2 separate regions of the Cricetulus griseus genome follow, and region 1 is linked to region 2. Evidence: chromatin contacts called from public Micro-C data. All regions are on one chromosome and are shown on one strand. Each heading gives the region's core, a stretch centred on a gene start, on an enhancer-like site or on the middle of the called end of the contact. The rest is flanking DNA. Distances are from core to core; before and after follow the strand shown.

What was found. A called contact is a pair of places that touch in the nucleus more often than the background predicts.
Region 1: a Micro-C map of the CHO-K1 cell line shows a contact between it and region 2, with 2.0 times the contacts expected there. The contact joins the promoter of Ppdpf here to the promoter of Zgpat in region 2. A contact is called at or near these places in 2 of 8 Hi-C or Micro-C datasets (both in the CHO-K1 cell line).

Annotation. Positions count from the first base shown.
Region 1 is chr6:714,643-717,342 of CriGri-PICRH-1.0, reverse strand. Ppdpf (pancreatic progenitor cell differentiation and proliferation factor) reads left to right here and starts at 1,390. Exons shown (of 5, transcript XM_027419942.2): 1 at 1,390-1,532; 2 at 1,743-1,824; 3 at 1,897-1,977; 4 at 2,086-2,182; 5 at 2,264-2,594. The coding sequence starts at 1,770. The coding sequence ends at 2,384. It overlaps Eef1a2 (elongation factor 1-alpha 2), which reads right to left and starts at 1,548. Exons shown (of 10, transcript XM_035446392.1): 1 at 1,413-1,548.
Region 2 is chr6:541,886-544,585 of CriGri-PICRH-1.0, reverse strand. Zgpat (zinc finger CCCH-type with G patch domain-containing protein) reads left to right here and starts at 1,383. Exons shown (of 5, transcript XM_035446097.1): 1 at 1,383-2,240. The coding sequence starts at 1,660. Arfrp1 (ADP-ribosylation factor-related protein 1) reads right to left here and starts at 1,338. Exons shown (of 7, transcript XM_027419966.2): 1 at 1,185-1,338; 2 at 614-791; 3 at 238-325; 4 at 1-49. The coding sequence starts at 706.

The DNA of each region.
Region 1 (2,700 bases), core at 141-2,640, 170 kb before region 2:
ACACTTGTCGGGGCAGTCCAGGGTAAGTCACAGAGGCTGAAGCCATGAAGTAAGCCTGGTTTGGGCAGAAGTCTCACCCTCCTGATGTCACCTGAACTGGCCAATCTGCCTTATCAGTGGTCATTCCCACTTCTGCTGCTGTAATGTCAGCTGCCCCCCCCCCCGCCCCCACTTCATTATACCTCAACTTACCCTTATCCCTATTTCCTCTAAACCAGCATCCCTACTGGGTCACTTCTTGTGTGGTTTCCCATGCCTAGCTCAATGTTTGCACACAGTGGGTCTCAACAAATCCAAGCAAAGGGTCTCGGCCAAAGCCTCCTTGAGATCTCGGGGACACGAGAGCATTCCTTGGGTCCTACTAGTCCAGGTTCTCCCTGAACCCCCATGAAGGCAAGTTTAGCATCTCTGGTTATAGGAGAAGCATGCTGTGCAAAGGTGGCTCACGGTCCTCCCAGTCTCCATGGGTGTCTGGCAGAAAACTGACTGCCTGGGAACGGAAGGGAGGCCAGAGATTGCTGGCCAGCCCTTGAGCTCCCAAACACAGGACTCTGACCAATCGTGCAATAATAGTGCAGGCCTCTGCCTGATGCTAGCAACTGGAGACTGCGTCTGTTCGCGGTTCTCCCCGGCCCCAAGCATTTCTGTATCTTATCTCCCATCACTGTTCTCCAGGCGACAGAACACAGGCTGGGACTAGTGAACGTGAGTGAGAACCACGACTTGGAAGAAACACAGGCTAGTCCCTGAAGGGCCGCTTAGGGGCTCCAGGCACTATCCAGTGCGGTAGAAAACGGGGATTGCGATGCAGATACGCGCGCGGGGGGACCGGGGGGAACACGACGATACACAGCTGCCCCTTGTGCTTACTTATGTGAGTTAGACAGACCCACTCTGCCAAGAGTCGAAGTGAGGCACTTGGAAAACACAGCCTGCAGGGACCGGCACAGGCAGCAGACAGCAGTAAGTAAAGGGGAATAGACAGGCTGGGCTACATGAGGCCACATCCCAGGGGATGGCACAGACAGAGGGCACACAGGTCCCGCAGGAAATTTTTTAACGACTTCTATTTAGGGCGAGATGCTCCCAGTCCGAACAAGGAGGAAAAAGGCAGCAGACCTGGACTTTGCCTAGAGGTGGACCACTGATGTTTGATCAAGGCGGTTTGGGCCAAGGTGGAACCTGGCGAACCCAGCATTGCAGAAGGTGGGGAGGATCCTCGCTAGGCTCCCGGGAAGTCTAATAGGGAAGGGCGGGACCTCATCGTGCTAGGGCTCAGGAGGGATCAAAGATCTCAAGGATGGGGCCTCCGTGATGGAGGCGGGGCCTTGCTGCTTGCTCCGCCTCACCATGACGAGTCTGTTGTGGCCCGTGCAGGCTAGAGAGTAGGTACGCGCGTGCGCATAGCTTACGGGTTGCAGCGTTGAGGGCTCCCTTGGGCTATCCCTGCCAATGGGTTCCGAGGCTTAGTGCCCCACGCATTACCACCCGTGATCCTGCGCCGAGGTCCGCGAGGAGGGGTCGCCGCCGAGGTGAGGGCGGCGGTAGTAGTGGAGGTGGCGGCAGCCGGCTGGGGGAGGCGCGCGCCTTCTAGGGGCCGGGCGCATACAAAGCGCCTTTGTCTCAATGCGCAGCCGGTCCGAGCTGGTTGAAACCACCCGGAAACCCGGAGACTGACAGGGCGAGGGCCCTATTCGGAACCCACTTCGCTGTGCGGTGACCAGCCCCCCCGTTTTGCTCAGGTCTCCAGAGCGCGCGGGTCCTGAAGTATGGCAGCCATCCCTTCTAGCGGCTCGCTGGTGGCTACCCATGACTACTATCGGCGTAAGTAGCCCCTCGCCAGCCCCGCCCAGAGCTGATCCAGTGCCCTGTGGCTGACCAGCCTCCCCTCCCCAGGACGCCTGGGCTCCTCCTCGTCCAACAACAGTTCCTGCGGAAGTGCAGAGTACCCCGGGGACGCCGTGCCCCACCCCCCGGGTGAGTGCAGAACCAGCTAGCGTAAGGGCAAAGTTCACATCCTGAGGTGGGAGGAACGTGGAGAGGGACAGGGTAGCAACATCCTGACCCCCCCTTTGCACCTCTCAGGTCTCCCTAAGGCCGACCCTGGCCACTGGTGGACCAGCTTTTTTTTCGGGAAGTCCACCCTCCCATTCATGACCACAGTGTTGGAGTCTCCTGAGCAGTGAGTCCATCTTCCATAAGGTTGTGGGAGTGGTCCCAATTAAACCTGCTTCTGACCCACTGACTTGCCCTCTCTCTGCAGCTCGGCAGAATCCCTGCAGGCCTCCAGAAGCCCGACCACCGGTGACCTGGCTCCTGAAACCATGAAGCAGCAGCAGCCAGTCATCCATCCTGACCAGACCAACACGAGCGCCCCGTCCTGACCTAGCAGAACCACAGCAAATGCGACTTCAGCAGTGCTAGGCCAGAGTCCCACCCATCCACCCCACCCTGTAAACTAGGAAGACTGCAGCCAGCAACAGACACCAGCAGGAGCTAGAGAGAGCCCCCCCCTTGGTTCACAGCACTGAGCTTTCCTGACCCCATAACTGTGCCTTGCACCAAGCCGAAAATAAACTCCCAGCAGCCCTCCATGGTGTGTTTGAGACCTTACTGAGCAGCGTTTCTTGCTGGGTGCTTGCTCTGTTACCAGGTCTTCCTGACAGCTCCTTTGAGACCCTTCCCAGTGATATCCCCAGA
Region 2 (2,700 bases), core at 134-2,633:
CCTAAGTCCCAGAACATGAGACGAGCCTTCCCCACGTCCACAGTGCCAACTGGGGAGAGGATAGAATGAGCTAGCTCCTGACCTTACTCTTTACAAAGTCCCAGCTCTTCCTGGAATGAGGAAAACCATTCTGGTACCAATCCCAGCAGGCATGCACAGAGAGGGATCTGGCCCCTGGCCAGCTGGGCTACGTACGGGCTTGCATCTCTAAGGGACCCAAGCTCATATCCCCCTTACTGTTTAGGCCCACGGTAGTGGTGATTTTGGATAGACTCATCCCTTTGTAGTTCTTGTTAAACCGTGTTTTTGATTGTTCCAAGAAGGTCTGAGGAAAGAAAGAAAGGTGGTTAGGTAGTGGCAGCTAAAGCAGTTTCCTGGTGTCTTTTCTAAATATCCCTCCACATCCATATGCTTTGGGCAAATTCAGGCTTTCACACCCACATGGTTTGGGCAACTTCAGGCCTTCACACCCATACACACATGCACACGAACCTCTGCCTGTTGAATGCTCTTCGGGAGGCTGGTGGCAACTAACCTGTAGTCTTGGGTAGGGATTAGATTTGCAAAGAACATAAGGCAGGGAAAGGGAATTGGTGAGAGAACAGGCACCTACTGTCTTCCCGGCATTGTCCAGGCCTAGGATCAGGATGCAGTATTCATCCTTCTGGAACATGTACTTGTACAGCCCCGAAAGCAGCGTGTACATCCTGCCCTGGCACCCTGAGAAATGTCAAGGTGTGTACCAGGGCTATCGGCCTCCTGTCCGCTTCATCAGTGGTCCGTCGGTCCTGCTAGTTTTCAAATGTGGAGCCTCGTGGCTCGCGACTCCTTGCCCCCCTCTCCCCAGCCCCCGATTCCGGACCCTGCCTCCACCACCGACCACCCGCTAAACCTGGGCCACTACTCCCACTGCGGGTCATCTTTGTGAATACACCATCAGTCCTGAAAAACCCATGGCGGCCTACCCTGCTCCGCCCTCCTAAGGCTTCTTTTCCGGACCCTCAACTCAGCACTGGGAACTTCGACTGTCGTAGCTACCAGAGAGTCAGCTTCTGAGTGGGCCGCCTTTGGATCCCCCCCCGCTGCCGGGCCCACGGAGCCAAAGAACCAGCTGCCGAAGCCGCTTCCCTGCCCCCTACCCCAGGATTCTGGAACCCCGGCCCCTCAGTCCGGCGGAGACCCACCTGCACCTGCTCAGATCTCGGAGCCGCAGACGCCGTCGTCGCGTCGCAAACCCCACCGACCTCGCGTTGACCCCGCGCGGTGCCTGTCGGGACACCGACCGGCCGACTGAGTACGAGAGGGCGGAGCCGCATCCCGACGGCCCCCGCGCGCCCCATCCCGGAGGCTCCCGAACGCGGGCACTTCCGGCAGCATCAGCTCTCGGGCGGAAGTGCCCGCGGCGGGCGGAAGGCTAGCGCGAGGGCTCTGCTGGCGAGGCCGGAAGCCCTTGTAGGCTGCGAGCACCGGCGGGAGGCGGGGCTGCGGACCGCAGAGGACGCGGTGGGATACTTTGCGGTTCCCTTGGCAGCGCCGAGGTCCTCCTCAGCCTCTCCAGCGGCCGGGGAGGGGGCGGCGTTGTCCTGAGCTCTGCCGACTGCTCTTCCCTCAGGTCTCGTCTGCTTTAGCGGTTCCGAAACTAGCCTGCGCGGTGTAGCGATGGACGAGGACAACCTGGAGACGGCCCTGCAGACCTACCGGGCCCAGCTCGGGCAGGTAGAGCTGGCTCTTGGTGCTGGCCTGGACGCTTCCGAGCTTGCGGACCTGCGCCAGCTGCAGGGCGATCTGAAGGAACTGATAGAGCTCACCGAGGCCAGCCTGTTGTCGGTCAGGAAGAGCAAGCTGCTGGCTACAGTGGACCTGGAGCACCAGGCAGAGGAGGACGCTGAGTACTTGGCTTTCCAGAAGGCTGTGGCGGAGGAAGGGGAGGCACCCGTCGCCCCCGTGGATGACTCGGAGACTGTCCCTGGGAGCGTGGTGCGGCCTGGACCCACCTCCCCTGCACAGGAGGAAGACGAGGAGGATCCAGATCAGGAGGAGCTGAGCGGTGCTAAAGTGAATGCCCCTTACCACAGCGCTTGGGGCACGCTAGAGTATCACAACGCAATGGTTGTGGGCACTGAAGAGGCAGAGGATGGTTCGGCATGCGTTCGCGTACTCTACCTGTACCCTACCCACAAGTCCCTGAAGCCCTGCCCGTTCTTCCTGGAGGGAAAATGCCGCTTCAAGGAGAACTGCAGGTAAAGCCCTCTGCTACTAGCAATAAGGGTCACTCGAGCAGGACCACTGCTGTGGCCTGCCGCCTTCACAACTTGTTCTCCACCCCGCAGAATTGATAAAAGAGAAGGGGGAGCTTCAGGTGGCTGACAGGCTTTAACAGGAACATTCCCTGTTAAGTAAACACATAAGTAAACACATTATATTCATTCTCTCTCTCTCTCTCTCTCTCTCTCTCTCTCTCTCTCTCTCTCTCTCTCTCTCTCTCTCTCTCTCCACCTCCCACCCTCCCTCCCTCTTTTTTTGGATACAGAGTTTCACTGTGTAGCCCTGTCTGTCCTGGAGCTCGCTCTGTAGATCAGTCTGGCCTTGAACTCAGAGATCTACCTGCTCTGCCTCCCAGGTGCTTGGGACTAAAGGCGTGTGTCACCACTTCTAGCTAAGATTTATTTTTGTGTGTATTTGTGTGGGTATGTGAACATG